Linked DNA regions of Mus musculus: region 1 is linked to region 2. Evidence: chromatin contacts called from public Hi-C data. All regions are on one chromosome and are shown on one strand. The core of a region is the stretch at or near the end of the contact, and the rest is flanking DNA. Distances in the headings are between cores, read along the strand shown.

The links. A called contact is a pair of places that touch in the nucleus more often than the background predicts.
Region 1: a Hi-C map of embryonic fibroblasts shows a contact between it and region 2, with 3 times the contacts expected there. The contact joins two enhancer-like sites. A contact is called at or near these places in 1 of 15 datasets of contacts at CTCF or cohesin (the NIH/3T3 cell line), 10 of 484 Hi-C or Micro-C datasets (brown adipocytes, embryonic fibroblasts, embryonic stem cells and 3 more) and 4 of 115 datasets of contacts at active chromatin or transcription factors (cardiomyocytes, embryonic stem cells and neural tube).

What each region holds. Positions count from the first base shown.
Region 1 is chr2:51,121,289-51,125,242 of GRCm38.p6, reverse strand. No RefSeq gene overlaps it. Among named protein-coding and RNA genes, the nearest start is that of Rnd3, 26 kb to the left of the region's middle. Within about 2 kb of position 1,577, at least 8 of the 459 cell types and tissues checked have an H3K27ac peak or open chromatin away from gene starts, as enhancers often do. A contact at or near this core is called in embryonic fibroblasts, where this site is marked.
Region 2 is chr2:51,053,948-51,058,402 of GRCm38.p6, reverse strand. No RefSeq gene overlaps it. Among named protein-coding and RNA genes, the nearest start is that of Gm32360, 32 kb to the left of the region's middle. Within about 2 kb of position 1,867, at least 70 of the 459 cell types and tissues checked have an H3K27ac peak or open chromatin away from gene starts, as enhancers often do. A contact at or near this core is called in embryonic fibroblasts, where this site is marked.

The DNA.
Region 1 (3,954 bases), core at 328-2,827, 67 kb before region 2:
TCAGCAAGTAATATTTATAAACACAACTGTTCATACAAAAGTATGACAAGAACTGTTCGTACAAATAAATAAATAAAAGTAAGCAAACACAAAGTATTGTAGTTGGCTAAAATAGGCTTCCAAATCATGCCTACCGACCGATGGAAGTTAGATATGAATGTGGTTTTCTATGGCAAAGGGCCCTGGCTCTGGACCCGGTTAACAAGCTTGAGATCCTGGGTAGCCTGGTGAGTCCCATGGAGCCACAGCTCATTATAAAAGTTGTGCAGGAGGAGTTAGCGTCAGCCGGTGGCCACATGATACCAGAGCCTCAGAAGAAAGGAGAGAGAGATGTGAAAAATGTCACACTGGGGGCTTTGATCCTAGAAAAGGGAGGTCATAAAAAGATGGAATTTGAAAAGACACAGTTACCTCCTAGAAGGTGGAAATGTCATGGACAGATATTCTCCTCTGAGCTTGCTGGAGAACCATGAGCTTCTGTGTTTTGTTTTGTGTTCTTTTCTTAAGATAAAATCATGAATTTGCATTGTTTGAAGCTACTCAGGCAGCCCATGGGAGTCAATACAGTTATGATAAAGACACCCTTTTCGTATTTTACCCCTTAGTTCTGACTTCCTTGGTGTAAAAGGTGGTGGTGGGCTTTGAGCATGAAATTGCCTTTCAAGAGCCAGGCTACTCATAAAAACAGTGTGCCAGCCGGGAGTGGTGGCTCACGCCTTTAATCCCAGTACTCGGGAGGCAGAGGCAGGCAGATTTCTGAGTTCAAGGCCAGCCTGGTCTACACAGTAAGTTCCAGGACAGCCAGGGCTACATAGAGAAACCCTGTCTCAAAAAACCAAAACAAACAAACAAACAAACAAAAAGAGTGTGCCAATCCATTCCTCAGAATTCTGGATCTGATTACCACTAAGTGTCACAAATCCCCTAGGGTCTGGTTCACTGATCTCTCATGTGCCACTTTAACACATACGGCCTTCAGTACATAGCCCCTGGTGCCCTCCAAATTCTTCTGCAGTTGGTGATTCTTCTGGCCCTGCTCCTGAGAGGCTTAGAGCATCTGAGGTGAAGAAAATGTTCAGAAATGTCCATTCATGCTTATTGTGTCATAGCGATGATCATTCTTGTATGATGTTTAAGAGCTAAAAAGTTGATCAGCATGACACTTGGGTGACACTTGGCCTGGGCATAGAAAACGGGGGGAGGTAGGTGTTCAACATCATAAAATTGAAAGTGATATGAACCAGGAAAGAGTCAGTCAAGGGGGGAAAAACATATTGTGGCTTACTCAGTTTTTTTAGTAGAGTAAAAATTTTATAACCAAAGAGGCCATCAAAAGTCAGTGCCTCGGAGATGTTTTAACCTTTATTACTTTTAATTAGTTCCATCAAGAAACTGAATTCTATTAAAGTGCACAAGTTTAAGTATTCCGCTGTCAGGTCCAGATATTCATCCATGAATGTAGTTTCTGGCTTAGGAATTCTTTTATCCAATTCATCCATTTTACAAGAGTTCCATGTTCTGATCTTTTATGTACCCTGCCTAACAAACATGACCTCACTGCATAGGCACTGGTGTCCTCCCAATACCTCTGGAGTTAGTCATCCTTCTGGTTCTGCTCCTGAGAAGCACAAGGCATTGGAGGGGAAATAATTCATGTTCTGGGTGAAGAAGATCTTCAAAATTTTCCAGGATTTGTTCTGAGAGACATTGACATATCTCAGACCTCAGAATTGTGAATGGCTATCCTCTTCCTTGGCAATAAAAGTCCTGTCACAATGTGCTGGGAATAAAAATGTTGAGATCCCTTACATCTAGATGTGGGCCCACTGGCAAAGCAGTGGAAATTTTCTGAGAGTGGAAAATAAAGGCAATGAAAACATTTGTTTGAATGATGCCTTTTGCTGCTCTATAGCCAGTCATTTTTGTGGCCAGGAAGTACTTTCTGAGTAGTTCCTGTGTTTCAGACAGTGTTCTGTGCTGGAAAGTTAAAGCCTGTCTTTGTCCTGTGGATGACAAACTGATGAGTGAGGAGGAGGATAGAGCTAAGATCACAAGGTAGATGGCAGGTAATGCTGGCACCATGTAAACAGAATCCTCTCTAACATCTCTATTGTTGATGTTCTCTGCTCATGCCCTAAAACTGGAAGATTCTTGAACACATTACAGGACAATTAAGATGAGAAAAGGAGTCCACTTGGCTAATACATATTTTTTCTCTGTAGGACTGTGGACATGTATCTGTAGGAGATGATCTTAAGTGGATATCAGAAACCAAAGCATGCACCAAACTCTCTCTTTAGACTTGACTTATCATATATGCCAAAATAAAATCTATACTTTAAGCACATTAAGAGATTAATAATAATAACTGATAACAGAACTATTATGATATACTGTAATAAAATTGCCAGTATCAGCACTTTTGTGCTTTGGGACTGTTGCTCAATAAAATAGTATATTACTTGGAAACAAGCACAAATGACCTTCACAGTCCATCTGCAAAACAACATGGGCATAAGGCATTAGGGATGGTGCCGTATACAACTCAGGCAAGCTGAACACAACAAAAATTCACTTGTCAGTTGGGATGGAGCTGGGCAGCTTGAGATGTCATAAGCAGCTCAGAATACCATGAAAAGCTTACAAAGTGTTTATCTTCTAAAAGTGACCATTTAATATTCTTAGATTGTGGTTGACTATAGGTATTTTATATCTCAGAGAGTGCACCTGAAGATAACAGGAGACAATTGTCATCTAACCCTGTTGAAAGAAATGTGTTTGTGCTTCTAGTGCAAGCTCATACTTTCCATGAGACAAAATGGAGATTATCAGGGAATGGGAAATGTGGTGGTGCACCCATTAGTCCCTGCAATCGGGAGGCAGAGGCAGATGGATCTCTCTGAATTCAAGCCTAGCCTAGTATACACAGTAAGTTCCAGAATAGTCAGGGCTGGATTGTGAGAACCTACTCCAAGCAAACAAAGGCAGAGAGAGGGTTTTAGTATTCTCCTAATGCAATATATGACACCTGGAAGGCATCGATGGTCAAATGTGTAATGAAAAGAACAAAATATCTTCTCAATGACAAACATGAGAGCCTGAATGTATACTGATGGAGACAGAAGAATACTCGTATACAGATACAATCTCTGATGAACCTAGCAAAATAGAATGAAATAAGTTGAATTGTGCTAAAGAACAGAATTCAGATGTTCAAGCCAAACCCTTAATTCTATAATAGGGGCCCATGTGAATGTCTTTCCTTCTCAAATACGGCCACATGTCCATGGTGGACTCTTAGTCCTCATGCCACAATCTGTTCAACAGTTTATGGCAGGACCTTGCCATCTTCTCTGAAGCTTTATATGAAGATGGTGGGGAGTTCTTTTAATACTGATTTAATGAGGAAGTGGGGTACCCAGAGAAAAAGAATAGATCACCTCTATTCTTAAGGAAGCATTCAGATTTACCAAGTCATTCCTCCAGCTACAGAGGTCTGGATGTAGCTGGCAAAAGAGTACCAAAATCTAAGAAAATAGTAAGTGGTGACTGTCATCCCTCTCCTAGTATAGGTACTTTTGACATTTCTCTGATCTGTTTTTCTTCCTTTCTTCTTCCTTCCTTCCTTTCTTCCTTTCTCCTTCCTTCCTTCCTTCCTTCCTTCCTTCCTTCCTTCCTTCCTTCCTTCCTTCCTCCCTCCCTCCCTCCCTCCCTCCCTCCCTCCCTCCCTCCCTCCCTCCCTCTCTCTCTCTCTCTCTCTCTCTCTCTCTCTCTCTCTCTTTCTTTCTTTCTTTTTGAGACAGGGTTTCTCTGTATAGCCCTGGCTATCCTGGAACTCACTTTGTAGACCAGGCTGGCCTCAAACTCAGAAATCTGCCTGCCTCTGCCTCCTGAGTGCTGGGATTAAAGGCTTGTGCCACCACGCCCGGCTTCTCTGAAGTCTTAGAGAGGTAG
Region 2 (4,455 bases), core at 618-3,117:
CCAGCTGAGGAGCTATTTAGAGTTGATGGCTTCTAGGGGAGGAGAGTCAGGTTTTGTTGAGTGGTTGTCCCCTGGTATGTGTCCTCTGATGTGTCTGTCAGGGTCTATGAATGAATAGGCGGCACAGATGGAACTCAGTGGCTTACTGCAAGAAGAAAAGAGAGGGTATGAACTTGGAGGCGTGGGGAATTGGGGGTGGATCTGAGAGCAGCTTGGGAATATGATCAACACATAATTTATGCATTATGAAATTCTGAAAAACTAATACAATTTTATGATTAATAAATAATATTGTTTGCCTTTCTCAGTTTCCTGAGTGCTGTTCAGTAACTAAGTCTCGTATGATTCTTCTCTTAGTGTTTTTTCACAGGTATTGGGTGTTCTGCGAGCTTCTTCTATGGGAGCTCTCTTGCCTGAGCTGCTATCCTGTATGCTGGAGGTCTCCTGCTACATGGTGGCTCTGTGGGGACTCCTCCTTGCTTCATTCTCCTACTGAAGACCCAAGTCTTCTCCCATCATTTCATGGAAGAACTCTCAGAGAGCTTCCTAGGGAAGCATTTGGTAGTGTTTGTTTGTTTGTTGTTTTTTAAATCACTTAGGTCTAAAACTATCTTTAAAACTTCAGTCCTTAATAATGGAATGAAAGTCTAGCTGACTCCAGAGTTACAGATTTAAATAAATGCCTATCAGGTAGTCCTGTGTCATACAGTTTCTCCTGGCTGATGTGAAGAAGTCTAAAGCCTTCCAATTCTTGTATCTTCGCACAGCGACATTTGCTTTCTTTCTGGCAAGGTTCACACTCTAGACAGAAAGTTTTTTTTTTTTTTTAAAAGTATGCCCTGATGTTAATTTGTTTTTGTGTATTGTACTGCCTGTGCCTTCAGAGATGCACAACCATGACACATTTTGCAGAAATACACCATACCTAACAGGTTCTACTCTAAGCCACCATTAAAATGACCATTTTCACACAGTTGCTTTGACATTTAAACATAACAATAGAAGCCACATATTTTGTGACAGGAAATATTGTTAGTCCTTGTGGGGATTTTGCATTGTTTGCTTGTTTGTTTTTGAGCTAGATTTATGCTCTGTAGCCCCAAGCTGGCCTTGAACTTCTGGTCTCCTTCCATTGTCATGGGTGCAACAGATAGGTACCACTGTGCCTGGCTCCAGCGTGTCTTCATGATCTCAAGCTAAATGATAGAGATGTCTTAATCAAGATATAATTACCTCATGGAGTCTTTGAAACCTGAACCGGTGGGAATGTGGGATGGGTTACTATCAGAGCTGAGCCTGTGGCAGGAGCCCTGAGGGACTGCATGAGGAAGGAGCCAGCAGTAGCTTGCACCTAAGTCCTACGAATTGATGGCTTAGTCCTGCAAAGCAAGGATCTAGCTGACTGTTTCCTACCAGCAAATGCACAGGACAGATTTTCTCTAAGAAGATACCCTTAAGGCCTCAAACTGGAGTTGGAGGAGGGGCTAGATTCGAACATTTAAGCCTTCATTTTCAAAACTACAGTAATCTCTCCAACAGAAATCAGGGTCGCATAAAAGAGGGGTGGAGAAGAAGGTGTTGTTTCTCTGTAAGAAAAATAAAAGAACTGAATGCTAGAGAGTGGAATTGTAATTACAGAAAAAGCTGACAAATTTACCCATAAAATAAGATGTATGGTAAAGGTCGCCAAGCTTTAACAGCGACATAATTCAGAATTGTCAAAATGCCTGGAATTATTCCTCGGGGAATTATAGTTTACTTGTTACAGAGTCAGCCTCATGATTCCTGGTGGACCCAAACCAGATGTAGCCGGAATCCCTTTGGGTGCAGGGAGAAGTCCCTCAGCTGTGGGTGAGCACACCTCTACCTCTGACCAAAGGTCTTCCACACCAGTGCTATCTATCCACAGTGACATCCGCTCTTCAAGTCCCTCCCTTCATTTCCTGGTCAACATGAAATTTGGAGTTTGGACCTTGACTTTTTTTTTTTTTTTTCTGCCTGTATGCCTGTCTTCATTTTCTTCATGGCTGGTTTAAACTAATTCCTCTGGAAGCAAGAGACTTCACTCCAACTCTCTGGCAGCAAACCCCTGAGCCAGATTTCATGGCCTCTGAAACGATGCATGACTAAGCAACATAAAAAGAGGGTGGGGTGAGGCCGAGGTGGTGGAAGAGGTAATGTTACACACAGACAGCCGTGCTTGTTAACATTCTACTGAGATTGTTTCAGTCTGGTGGGAAAAGGAAATACCCAGAGCTCCCTCTTTCACTGGCCCAGAACTTTTCCTCCATCTTCAAAGGACAGAAGAAAAAAAATCTATTTGTTGTTTCTCAGAGGTTACATCTTTACAAAGTTACATATTTCGTGAGAAGAAAAACACTTCAGGGCAGAAAGACATAGAAGAATATAAGAAAGAATGGAAAAGATATGTCATAGAAAAGATATGTCACTTTACAATTGGCTAATGATATCTTTAAAAATCATAATTTACTTCTCATCATGAAAGAATCTCTGTGCATTTCCCTGTGGTTGCAAACCAATACTGAACTTAGACATTTTGTCTGGGTTCTTACCATTGTGTGCAAAATATTTTTAAGACATTAAATAGTGTTTACAAATATTATCTTTACTGAAATAAAATGTCATTACATTTTTAAATTTTGAGATGGGGGTTTTCTGAGTAGCCCTGGCTGTTCTGGGACTTGCTCTGTGTGGACCAGGCTAATTCTTTTAGCAGCCCAAGTTTTACATGTTCAAGTTTTACTTAGGGCATGGATTTTGAACCTTCATCACATTTATCTGCTTCCGTTTTTCCGCTTGTTTTGTTTGGATAAACTCCAAGGAGTGGAGATACCGGAGACAAAGGCTTTGATTACTTCTGCCATTCTTGTGGCAATTGCCCAACTTCAGCTTTAAAAGCTACTATCAGATTTCATCCCTATAAGACAATCTGAGGTGGTGTTTCCTTAAACATTCTTTCCAACACATGATACTGTTGTTATTTGATGTTGATATTTCAGTTTAAAAGGCTGTGGTTTATTTCAACTGTCCTTATAGGAAACATTGCCCTTTAAAAATGAATATCATCAGTTTGTATTTTCCTGCTTTTTTTTTTTTGGTTTTGGTTTGTTTTTTTGGTTATTCGAGACAGGGTTTCTCTGTGTAGCCCTGGCTGTCCTGGAACTCACTCTGTAGACCAGACTGGCCTCGAACTCAGAAATCCGCCTGCCTCTGCCTCCCGAGTGCTGGGATTAAAGGCGTGCGCCACCACGCCCGGCTATTTTCCTGCTTTTTAAATCCCCTGTTCATATTGTTAGCCATTTAATCTGATCGGTGATATTTATATTTTCCTTACATAAATGATAGGAAATTTTCATGTGTTAGTACCATTAACCCTTCATTGAGTTATAACTTACATGTACTAAACTAAATATATTTAATTTTTCAATATTTATTTCATGTGTGTGTGTGCGTGCGCGAGTATATGGGGGCAAGTGCCATAGCTGATATATAAGAATCAGAGTACAACTTTCAAGACTCACTCCTCACCTTCTGCCATGTGGTTCCAAAGATCAAATTCAGGCCCTCAAGTGATGCCATGCACGCAAGTACGGTATCTGTTGAGCCATCTTTCTGGCCCAATTAAGCATGTACCAAGCACTTTTAAATCATAAGTGCATCCCCGAGATCAAGATAAAGGCACAGCCTTCACCCTGAACACTTCTCTTTGCTCCTGGCGGTCTTCCTATCTTCTGTTTTCCTTTGTTCTCTCTAATGTATCAGAACAACCCCTTCCTTACTGTCTATCCTCATTGCTTGGTTGTCACCTGTCCCCTTCCTATGGCTTCTCATGGATTGCATGCTTTCATCTACTTTATTCCTCATGATTTTAACCTTTATCCATGTTTATCTAATACATTGCTGAGTTGTGTTTGATTACGATATAAACTGGTGTGCTTATTCGACCAAACATGGAAATTTGAGTGCTTTCTCTGTGTAGCTCTGGCTGTTCTTGGACTCTGTAGAGCAGGCTTGTCTAGAACTCATAGATTTGCTTGCCTCTGCCTTCTTCATGCTGGGATTAAAGGCGTGAACCACTACCACCCAGGTTTACAAATTTTGATATATAACTTTTTTTTGAAGATAGTTTGTTTGTCTTCTAGATAAGCATGGAGTAGGTAAGACGGTGTAGCTCACAATCATCCATAATACTAGTTCCAGGGGAACCAATGCCTCTCTTTTTACCTCTTTGGGTACCAGGCATGCACATGATGTGAATACATGCAGGCAGACAAAACATTCATATCTATGAAATAAAATAAATCTAGTGGTGGTGTATGTCTTTAATCCCAGCACTGGGGAGGCAGAGGCAGGTGGATTTCTGAGTTCGAGGCCAGCCTGGTCTACAAAGTGAGTTCTAGGACAGCCAGGGCTACACAGAGAAACCCTGTCTCA